3 separate regions of the Zea mays genome follow, and all the other regions are linked to region 3. A link is a contact called in public Hi-C data. All regions are on one chromosome and are shown on one strand. The core of a region is the stretch at or near the end of the contact, and the rest is flanking DNA. Distances in the headings are between cores, read along the strand shown.

Region 1 (3,732 bases), core at 23-2,522, 210 kb after region 3:
GGGACGCCGCCTCTTGCCCACACAATGGCCCCGCTGCGGATCGAGGAACCTCCGCCACCGCGCGTCGAGGTAATGGAGTTGCGGCCACCAGCCTGGGAACCGCCGCCACCGCATAAGGGCGCTGCCGCCGCTCGCCCTCTGGATCGGGGGCCGCCACCGCCGGCCTGGGAACCGCCGCCACCGCATGTCGAGGTCGGGGAGCCGCGGCCACCGCAGCCACTGGCCGGGGTCCACCGCCGCGCGCGCTGTCGGGCAACCGCCGTCGCTAATGAATCGAGATGGGGCGTGAAAAACTGATCCCTAGCACTATAGATTTTTTTATAGACGTCTGAACCTGGTCCGGCTCGACCGGATTGCACTGTCTGGCCTGAGCTTCCTTTAGTTATTGGAAGCACAGGGCTCCTAATATACAATATATATATATATATATATATATATATATATATATATATATATATATATATATATACACACACACACACGTATTCACTATTATTATTCTCTATGAAAACATATAAAAAATATGTCAAATTTGGCTTTTAAACTTGCTATTGTATGTTTTTTATTTGTTCAATATTTTTTCGGTAAATATCAAAACCAAAGTTGCTCGGTTTTGATTTTTAAAGAAACCAATGAATACCTATTCTTCAAGGAACTGAATTTGTAGGGACCAAAGAACCGAACCGATTAGTTCGATAAATACCGAAGGTTTAGGTTAGTAGTACAATTATTGGTAGCTATTTGGTTCTCTGATATGCCATATCTTTTAGCATCCTATTTTACATGTTAATTTATTTTTTACGTGTGGCTTTGATTTTATCCGTCATACTTTATGTAACAGGCATATTTTGTCGTTGCAAACTCTGACCTGACACTAACCAAACTTGTCATGAATATTCGAGCGAGCTGCAACGAATGGATATCAACAACAGAAACTCGTGTCGATGTCTGGTGGGTTGAGGTGTGAATTTGTTAAAGTTACATTTTAATCTATCTTGATACGTGTAAATTAAAGTAAATAACAGAGTATCCAAACAAAGTTTTAAAGTTATAATATTTATATACATATTTTAAATTAGGACATCTATTTTATGTCAATTTTACGAAACCCTAAACCTAAACAAAGTCTTAAAGGTATGATATTCATATTCATATAACCATCAATTTTACGAAAAACTTCTTCTACCAGTGGCGGGAGATGAGATAGATATATATACATATATGTTCTAGATTTAAAATATGCAGGTGGATACCTTGCCCTATCCTATCGCCTACCGACTACAAATAGACCTAGGATTTGAGAGCCCCTGTCTTAAGGAAAAAGGGTTCCCCAAATCCCCTGCTAATCGCGAAACAGCGCCTCGTCGCCTTCGTCTGGCCTCTTGACCCCCCTCGTGCACTTCCGAGCCGAGGCAAAATGCGCCGTCCCCATGACGCCAGCGACGGCGACGAGGATCGCGGCTACCCGTCGAGCTCCGCTGTCAACGGGGCCGGCGATGAGGAGGAGGAGCGGCGCCAGGCGGCGCGGACGCCGGGGAAGGACGGCCCGGTGGACGCGCTGTGGCGGTGGAGAAGCCAGAGCCTCTCCGAGATAGTGCTCTCGTGGTCCGTGGACCAAATCCTCGACAAGGACCTGCTCCGCGACAAGGTGAGAAGCTGCTTACGTTGCCCGCCGCCCGCCCGCGCTTCCCTCTCCACATCTCTCTACTAGGCACCTGGCGTGCTTAGCGGACGATCCGTGTGGATCTGAGGAAGTGCGTGGGGTTTTGCGCGTTAATGGGCATTCCTCCCTTCCCCTGGGCTGTTTTAGGTTCATTAGGTGGAGTTATTTGGGGCCCGCATTTGGTGTTGGGTAGTGATTTTTTTGTACAATTCGTTTTCCCTTGTAACTTCAGCAGCGGATGATTTACTGATTGCGCTTTGTTTGTCGTTTGAATTGCACCTAGGTCCCCGCGATATCGTCTAGGTCTACTGCTTTGGTTTAGAGTTTAGACCAATGTTTTCTAATCGGTTGATTGCTTCTGAGCCCCAGAGGGGCGATCAGCCGATCAGAACGATTAATAGGACGATCAGAACGATTAATCGTTTATGCTAAATTGCATTTCAAACATGAGTCTTGAATTGAAAATGTGTAGCGAAATCTCATTGGATTGGTAGTATATTGTATGAACCCAGACCACAATGGCCCTAGCTAATAGCCACAGTGCCACACACCCCTAGCGTAGTCAGCAGCCCAGCATTGAATTTTTGTACCAAAAAAATAAAAATCAAAATTTAATCTGCGTAGGACACAACAAACCTAAACAGCAAGCAACAGCAACACCAAATTAAATGTAGATCTAAAAGCATGAAATTTAGATTCAACAAAATGTAGGACCATGCTAAACTGCTAAGTGCTAACATTAAGGTAACAAGCAGTCAAACACAAGTAAAAAAAACTCGGCTGGTACAGTCTAACACAAGTACACAACTAAAAGTAGACAATATCCCTAACGATTAAACGTTCACAATGCAGATTGCCAAAATCCCCAAGCAGCAAACTAATCGTCCGCGATCTAATTGTTCGTTTAATCATGACTAATTGATGGTTAGTTGGACGATCAGATTCCTGATCGTGCTAATCGTGTCGTTACCTCTAATCAAATGCATATTTACGATCAGTCGACTAATTGTCAAACGTCAATTAATCGGACGGTCTTAAAACACTGGTTTAGACTGTGCCACTAGCTAGGATATAACTATCCTGCTGCTGTCTGAATTTTATATTTCATTCACGTACATCCGCCTATGACATTTGGAGGCATCATTGCATTACACTTATTCTTATGGCAACGGATCCTGTTCTCAAAGGGGTACACTACAGATTATACTTTAGCAGATTTATGGACTGATTATACTGAATATATTCAAACCGATTTAAACATAAAAATAAATGTTTTATGGACTGATTTATCACAAACTGCTAAACATCTATGATTCATGGAAGTAGATTGTTCTTACAGGTGTCGAAGATACCAGAGACATTTAGCAGCATAGAGCAGTACATGACATCGTATTTTGGGCCACTTTTAGAAGAGGTTAGAGGTGACATGTGTTCAAGCATGGAGGACATCTCCAACGCTCCATATGCAGACCTGCTCTCTGTTAATTCAATGAGGAAAGGGAAGGGGTCATACGAGATCAGTCTTGGCAGATGGAGGGGAACGTCTCATGGCTGTGGGATTGATAATTATAAGCCAAAATCGGCTGATGTTCTACTGATTTCAGAAACGAAACCGGCAAATCAATCTGATATCCTGAAACAGTCCAAATCCTGTGTCATCGTATGGGTCAGTAAGGTTAATGGTAACAAGATGACAGTCAAGGCATCACAGTTGATGGAGACTGGGGCTCAAGGAGGTGAACGGCGACCAATTGGGGCTAATAAATACGATAAGTTGTATGCTGAATGTTTGGACAAGTCTTGGGAAATGCTAGATCAAGAAGCAATGGCTTCGAAATGTAGAAACTCATCTGTGCATCGCAATGTCTGGAAAGAGTCACACAAGGTTGAAAAGCGCAGCGATGTGCATGGAAGAAATGAGAAAGAGACAGGTGAATCAAAGCGATGGTCCTTCTATGCCATGTACCTGACTAATATGGTAACATATGACCGTGTTTGGGTTGTGCTCCGAAGGGGTCTGACAATGGATTCAAAAATCATCCATAGCATGTTGGGCAGAAACAATTATG
Region 2 (3,904 bases), core at 593-3,092, 230 kb before region 3:
TACATAGAGTATCACTCCAGCTGTCCACACATCAGCCTCTGGTCCATAATGTTTCTGCAATACTTCTGGAGCAATATAATACGGGCTTCCGACTGTTTCAGTAAAGACCTCACCTGAAATTTTGCAAATTCTGTATTCAGGGGAAAAACTCCAGAATTGGTGCATACTTCCATACTCCGGCATAAATCAAAGGTGACTAGATGTGAATCGGTCAGGGCAAAAACTATACAAGGAGGAAATACTATGCTATACTGTTATGCTCTGTGGAAGACACAAGATAATTAGCAACACAAATAAAATGTTTCACTCGCGGACAACTAGAAGGACATACTGGGTTATGCAACATAGATCAAAACATTAGCAGAATATCATTACTTGAGAATTCAAACAGCCTGATGGCTTGTTCTAAATTGATATACTACCTGGTTTGAAGAACACGGAGAGACCAAAGTCGATTACTTTTATCGACAAATCATCGTCTTTATCCTGTAAGAGGAAGTTTTCTGGCTTAAGATCCCGGTGCATGACACCAAGTGAATGGAAGTTCTCTATGACGCCAACAATAGTCCTTATAAGATGTGCAGCCTTCTGCTCGCTGTAGTTCCCCTTCTTAATCCGGTCATACAGCTCGCCGCCTTCGCAGAGCTCCATGACAATGTGCACGGCCTCCTCGTCCTCGTACGCGTCCTTGATGGCGACTACATCCTTTTGCCCTGAAAGGTAGCGCATTATCTGGACCTCACGGCGCACGTCTTCAACATCTTGCATGTTCCGGAACCTTGTCTTCAGGATGGACTTGCATGCGAACTGACACCCAGTGCTGGTCTCGGTGCAGAGGTAGGTGGTCCCAGTGAGACCCTCTCCAAGCTGCCGGCCAAGGGTATAATGCTCTGTGACATTAGGAGTCTCTCGACCAAGAACAGAGATGGACGTTAAAGTCTGCCTCAGTCCTTGTCGCATAAGGTCTGCTATGCTCGGTCTAGATGGCCCTGTGTAGCAACCCTCAGTATCGTCCCCATCACAGTGCCTAGAAGCCAGAGGCTCCTTCTGAAAGTGGTTGTAGCTGTTGTAATTGCTCCCGTACCCGTAGGTTCCATTTTGGCATTGGTTTCCCATTAATGCAACTGCACTGCAAGACGCAAAAATACAACTTTAAATAAAAACAGCGACATCGATAAAGAAGTTCTGCGTCAAAACAAGAAAACCTACTGCTGCCTGCTTTTTTCTCACCCCAACATATGTACCTGATCAGAACTCCTAATTACAGTACAAGTAATAAATACTGCACCGTAAATTTAAGCCAAAAATTTATCATAAAAAGGAGCGAACAACAGAAGACTTGTAAATTATAAACAAACAAAAACTAGTACTGTTGCCAACTATTCCTGGCTCCTCTAAGATATTTGAAGCGACAATTCCAAAACCTCTGTATCAGTTCCACCGTATTCTATAGCTTAAACCGCCACCCAAATTTAGGATCTTCTACTACAGTGTCCTTGGCACCAGAATCCCCGGTCCAAGAGTTACTGGCACCGAAATTCGCCCCGCGAACAAAGATTCTCACCAAATCCTGCCATGGAATGCCTCCTACTAGAGACCTCGGCGACTCCCCGGACACGGCTTCTAGTTTCTAACTCCGAGTCCTCGCCGAAGTAGACGAAATCCAGAGCCGACAGCGCGCGCACGAGGTGGAATGCGGGTCCATGAGGACCGGAAGCGGCCGTGAAGGATCTTACCTGACGCTGCGGCCTCGATCGGAGCCGCGAGGCGGGAGAGCCGGGGGGAGGGACCGTCGCCAGAATCCCTGCTTCCCCAGGGGCCTAAACGCAAAAACGAGAGGAGGAGAAAAATGGAGATGGAGCACACTGCGCAGCAGCCGGAGGAGGAGGAGGGTGTTTTATACTGGGTGGTGGACTGGGTGGGGCCCGTGGGGGTAGGACGGGCCGGTTGAGTGCCACGGCAGCGTGCGGCGTGGATGACAGGTTTCGCCGCGCTGGCCGCTGGAGGCTTGGTAGACGTCTGCGATTTTCCATAAAGGACAAAAGGCTCGAAATCAACGGCCTTGGATGGTAAAAAAAACTCCAGATGCAGCTACAGTGCCCAGCGAGAGAAAAGTTTTTGCATCTATAGTATACCTAGGGTACTCTGTGAGAGACCTAGGGTTTATTCTCCTCTCGCGAAATACAGTTGGAGCCGAACAGACTCAGCATTTAACATATGTTCTATCAATACAAATCAGTGCTCATGAGAGTTTTCTTTGTTTTAAAAGTGATATTCAAGAACCACAATAATTATAGGTTGTTGTGAATCTTCATGAACCACATGCGAATATCCATTAGATTCAAACAGTTTCGTGTCAATATATGATGGTGGTCGAGCTGTTAGCACTTTTTTGACAAAATAAGTGTAACCAAAATTCTCTTTGCTCAAAAAGACTACAACTATTTTAGATGTTTCGGGTTGATTGTTTTGTTCAGAGCAATGCTGACAGGGTTCTTTTATCCCTAGCCAGAGGGTAATCTAAGAGCATCCCCATTAGTTTTCTAAAAAAATGCTTCCGAAACTTTGATTTATAAGTGATTTCACGGTGTGATTGTTGACAAAAACATGCTATTGGGAGTGCGAAACAACTACCCAAGTTTAGAGACTAATAGGAATATTTAAAAAGCTTGTATATTTATGGACCTTATTTAAGGAACTGTTATAGCATGATTTTTGTTTATTAACACCCTAAATTAAATTTAGTGGGTTTTTTGGACAATTACTGGAGATGCTCTAAGCCATCATAAACAAAAACAACAACTATGATTAGCTAGATTCTTATGCCCTATGTGGAAACAACCTAGTTTTAAGAATCCAGTTTTTATCTCTAGTTTTTGGAAACTGATTTATAAAAATCTGGTTTATGGTGTTTGCAAGTTGGAACCACCTCAATTTTCATAAAGTGGTTTTAGCTAGGGGAGTCTAAAAAACTCAGCTGGAGAGGGAAAGACTGCCCTCCCGGTATTATATTAAAAAGAGACCGAAACAATGGTCCCGACCGAGAAAATCGTTGAATCCTAACCTCCCATCACTAACGGACTGGCGTCAACCGTCTACTCTGCAATGGCTCAACCCGAGGGCACGAGACATCGTGACCCTAGAGCGAATAGGGCACAACGAGGGGATTTTTTAACCAAGCCTGAAAAATCACTCCGTACTCTGAAGCTCTTAGCCATTAGGCTAGAAGCCCTTTCGCTTAGCTAGGGGAGTCTAACTTCTTGGTTTTAAGAAACTGGGAATCCAGTTTCTATAAACTGGAATATAAACTGTTATGTTTGAAACCACTTCAGTTTTCATAAACCAGATTCTTAAAAAACGGGTGCTTCAAGACATGCCCTTAGTTGTATTGTTATGATGCATACAACTTTTGTGTGGAGTGTGAGATGCGCTACGTTATGAGAAACCACACACATAAATGAGACGAGTTTTCAACTTTCAAGACAATAGATAAAACTTAGAGCTTTGGTACGTAAACATCCATTAGGTTTAAATTGATCTGTGATAAGATATGATGATAGTCCCAATTGTTAGCAATTTTTAATATGTGTGTAGGCAAAAAACTCTTTCCTCAAAAGACCAACTGTTTATGTGCTTTTTTCTTAGTTGTTTTGTTCAAAGGAATGTCGATGAAGGTATTTTTTCTTGAGAGTGCATTGAACAAATGTAAACAACAATTATGCATAGGTTCATAGTTGTGTGTTGTGTTATACCAATGTCCTTTTTTTCTTTGTGGAGTTTGATACACATAACACACTTACGGTAAATCATACATGTGTGAAGAACGTAACAAAAAGGTAACAATGAACATACAATTTTATAAGAAAATATCTATTAGATTCTTATCTTAGTGATTTGCTTTGAA
Region 3 (4,120 bases), core at 668-3,167:
TAAAGGTGCACTATTAACAAACTGATGGAAACTATGTGTACTGTTGACAATACCATTATGTATAAATATAAATGGAAGTGTTACAGGAGTAAAAAGAGATTCAGGAGGTTGGAATCGTTTAGTGTCTACTTTAATAACTCTTCTATCTGGAAGCTGATCACAAAAACTAAGCTTACAGTGAGAAAAGGAACATGGAAGAAATGCAAGCAGGACGACATACTTACAGTGTAACTTTTCATAAGGATTGTGGTCTCAACTCCTAGCTTGTATTCCCGTTTGTAATCATAGTTGTACATAATTTAACTGTCATGACTACATATCCAGCAGGATAGAAAACAATAATAAGAACCTACTCACGCACGACTGCAGCACCGCACCGTGCTACATGCTTCTTCTCCCTCCGGCAAGTGCAGGCTCCTCCTCCTCGTGCACGACCGCGACGCCGCGCCACGCTCCCAGCTGGTCTTCTTCTCCATCGGCGGCCTTCTTCCGTCGAGGCCGAAGGCACTCCTCTGCCTCCTCACCACTACACCGTCGCCGCTGGTCCCGGTTCCGGTACCATGTAAAGTTTTCTGGAAGAGTACAGAGTACACTACTCTACACACACCTCACTGGTATAATAAGTATATATGTACATGTTTAGCTTGTTCGGCTGCCCATGCGGGAGCACTGTTGCAGCTGCAAAATACTATTGCAGCTGCAATTCCTAGAGACAAAATACTGTAGAAGCCGCAGTCGCAGTCGGATTAAAGCCGCAGCGAACAAGCCAGTTAATAGGCCAGGCACTAGGCACACGGCCCAACAAATTCAAAGACATTTAGTTTTTTAATCAGCCATTGACTGCTGACACTTTTCCCTTCCTAACTAACAATTGGTACTTATTTGCATCGGCTTTACCAACAGAACTGCTCTTGTTAAGTTGAACTGTAATGGACTGCTTGTATTTTTTTTGGCAGTTCAGCCAAGCTGATTGTGAGCTACAGCCAATGGCTTGTTGAGTTAAACTGTAGTGTTACATTCACCGCTTGTTATGTCAAACTGTAAGTTACGTTCAATGCTAAAAAAAATCAACTGAGACACAACAAGAAGGCAATATCTGGAATTGATCTCCACAGCCTGCCTTTGGGTTAAAACACACCTCTATAAAAGATCTCGTACGACAAATGTCTTTACAATGTGTGTTTAGTTTTACTATGAAGGATTGGGAAACATTACTTTTTTAAAGGGAGCCGAACATGATTGATTCTCACCTTTGAATGTAGAAATGAAAGACCTGTAGACTGGTACCAAAAACTAACACTGGCACATAGTCCCTATTCATATATAGAAAAAGAAATGTGAGATTACAGAGAACAATAAACAATCTTATGTTATAACTGAACACGGACGCAATTTTTCTTAACTAAAAGAACCCAAGCCTCTATTGTCTTTCTCCAAACCAATTGGTGAAAGTTGCAGCTCAATAATTAAATTTAATCCACCAGACAGCTAGGGCATCAGAGAAACATACTTGAAACCAAAAGGCAAATCTAAGAAAAAGTAACCTAGGGCGTTCTTGGGGGCAGTACGAGGAGGAAGGCGACGGGGTGGGGAGCGGTCCACCTGCACGCGGCCATGAAGGGGAGCTGGGAGGAGGGCAGCGCTAGCGGCTGCATCTCGAAGAAGAATAGGGCGGCGACGGCACATGGAGGAAGAAGGTGTGGCGGCGCCACCGACTGCAGCGTGGCCCAGCGTGCGACAGTGCCCGTGGGAGACGACGGCGTGCGGTTCTCGTTGGCGAAGGGCGTCGCCGCGGGAGGGAGAGAGCGCGGTGGGTGTCGGCGCGGCGAGGAAGAGGATGAGGTGGCGGTGCAGGTACGAAGAGGATGAGCGGGTGTGCTCGCATCGTCGAAGGGAGGGGATCGGAGGCGAGGAGGAGGACTGCGCAGCCGTGGCGAACGCGTCGACCGAGTTGGGAAAGGAAGACCGGACGCAACGCTGCAATTTGGTTGATTTGATGTATAATTTCGGGTCCGTGGTGTGCGGCCACGCGTTGGCTCGCGTGCGGCCGAGAGCGCGTGAAACGCGGGGAGAGACTGAAATTCGAGCGCCTTTTAACTAAAGGTAATATCTATTTTACAATGAACTGGGGTCCAGCCAGGACACTATGGCACAATTCTTATACTGTTCTTTCTATACAAATTTGGGCAAAGTGGAAACAGTAAGCCTATGAAGGTACCATTTAACTTTTGGAGTATTTTTGATGTTTTCAAGACTCACCAACATGGAATATAGAGTATTGTGTACTTTTATGGCTGCTCCACAATTTCTAGTGTTTGATCTCTAGGTAGGGGTGGTAATTGATCATTCAAATGTTTCTTCACAATTCGTTTGAGCCCTTAATTAATTTTAGTTAAAAAATGAATAGAAATAGAGCTCAATCCTAATATAATTTGATCCTTAAATTTTGTAGTGTAAAATTTAGAGTCCATTACCACCCCTATCTCTAGGTGAGAAGGACAGGTTTGACGTAGCGACGAGAAGACTTTCTACTGATCCAAAAGGTCCTAGAATCGACGCAGCCTCTATTTCTTGGGTAAGACTTGCCTCGATTATTTTTGGGGTGTTTGGTTCCACCTAACTAAACTTTAGTCCCTGTCATATTGAATGTTTGTATGATGATTACGAGTATTAAATATAGTCTAATCATAAAACTAATTACATAGATAAAGACTAAAAGATAGACAAATTTATTAAACCTAATCAAACTTATATACAATACTCGTAGTTGATATTCAAACATTTGATGTGACACGAACTAAACTTAAGTCAGAGGAACCATGGGAGCCATTAATACTGGGTTTAACTTTTTTTTTATCTCCAGATCAGGTTTACTCTCCTTGGCCTAATCCATTTTTCAGGATTTTGATGGAAGAAATTCATGTGAGCATATGCATGCACACATAAACCTGTGTTGTTTCGGCCTTTCAGGATACAGCATGGTGAGCAGGACCAGTTGGGCACATGCCCCATCGACTGCGGGTGCATCAGAGGAGGCGCCGCAGTTTTTACTCACTAAACTTCCCAGGCTTGCTCTCCTCAGTCCTCACTCCTCTCCTACAACTCCACTGTATCTGATACGTGGCAAGCAAGGATCGGGTTCGCTGGAGTCAGGACAAGCCGTCAGGATGGCGAGCCTGACAGAGCAGGTCAAGAAGGACGAGCTGCTGCGGACTGCAGTTGGATTTGGACTGCAGCTGTGCCAGCAAATATGCGGCGCTTCCATTTGCTTCAACGAACTCCAACCTGTAACAAAGAAGGCGCTGGCATATCTTTAGCATACGTGTAGGGTATTGCATGGCTTTGATACCATAGTTCTTAAGCCAATTCACTTGAAGGGTATTTTCCTCGTTCCAAACTATAAGTCATTTTAGCTTTAAATATCGGTAGCTTTTAGTAGCCATTGTCCACTTATTCTCAATTGCTGTGAATTAAGAGTAAGACAATACATTTGTTATATGTTAAAGACCTTCGTCTTCCGAATCATTATTCCCTTTCGGGTATAATGCATCTTAGACGAAGGTCATAAATAACAAGTCTTTATTATTTGTAAACATATAAAAATATATTCGCAAGGTATAATATTATGTCACGTATTTATATCATAATAAATGTAAAAGCACTTTTAAAGTTTGTATTACATTGTTATCTTCGGCTTGTTTGAAGGTGGTGATGTAAGGGTAATTATAATCTAGCGTGAATAGTATGGAAGTACTGTTCATCTATTTATAAGCAATCGTACGGCTTCGTTTGTTATTACATTCACATCCTCAACAATTACATACAGAGTTTACAAATGTCATAGGGACAACATTGTCTTTTGCACTCAACAATTTGAACAACACCTTCTCTCTTCGTTGCCTTCTTGCTTCATCGTGACGAAGCCTGCTTCGTCGTACTTCCTTCGAGTTATGTTGAAGCTCTCCTAGTAACGAAGCTCCTGTAATACTTAATGGTATGCTGAAAACAAATATATAACTGTGTTTTTAAAGACCTTCGGAAGACGAAGGCCCTCCAACAATAACCAAAACACTTTCAGAGTCGGGCCAAACGACCTCTTAGTGCTGGTGACTATCATATA

What was found. A called contact is a pair of places that touch in the nucleus more often than the background predicts.
Region 1: a Hi-C map of ear shows a contact between it and region 3, with 5 times the contacts expected there. The contact joins the promoter of LOC103637596 here to the promoter of LOC100383597 in region 3. A contact is called at or near these places in 7 of 25 Hi-C or Micro-C datasets (bundle sheath, ear, endosperm and 3 more) and 1 of 3 datasets of contacts at active chromatin or transcription factors (seedling).
Region 2: a contact with region 3 is called in a Hi-C map of ear, with 3 times the contacts expected there. The contact joins the promoter of LOC100277352 here to the promoter of LOC100383597 in region 3. A contact is called at or near these places in 13 of 25 Hi-C or Micro-C datasets (bundle sheath, ear, endosperm and 5 more) and 1 of 3 datasets of contacts at active chromatin or transcription factors (seedling).

The regions. Positions count from the first base shown.
Region 1 is chr1:84,736,215-84,739,946 of Zm-B73-REFERENCE-NAM-5.0, reverse strand. LOC103637596 (P-loop containing nucleoside triphosphate hydrolase superfamily protein) reads left to right here and starts at 1,272. Exons shown (of 7, transcript XM_008659756.3): 1 at 1,272-1,648; 2 at 3,003-3,731. The coding sequence starts at 1,418.
Region 2 is chr1:85,177,282-85,181,185 of Zm-B73-REFERENCE-NAM-5.0, reverse strand. It overlaps LOC100277352 (putative calcium-dependent protein kinase family protein), which reads right to left and starts at 1,842. Exons shown (of 8, transcript NM_001150943.1): 1 at 1,737-1,842; 2 at 423-1,129; 3 at 1-113. The coding sequence starts at 1,116.
Region 3 is chr1:84,950,827-84,954,946 of Zm-B73-REFERENCE-NAM-5.0, reverse strand. It overlaps LOC100383597, which reads right to left and starts at 1,917. Exons shown (of 7, transcript NM_001363842.1): 1 at 1,603-1,917; 2 at 1,251-1,313; 3 at 354-540.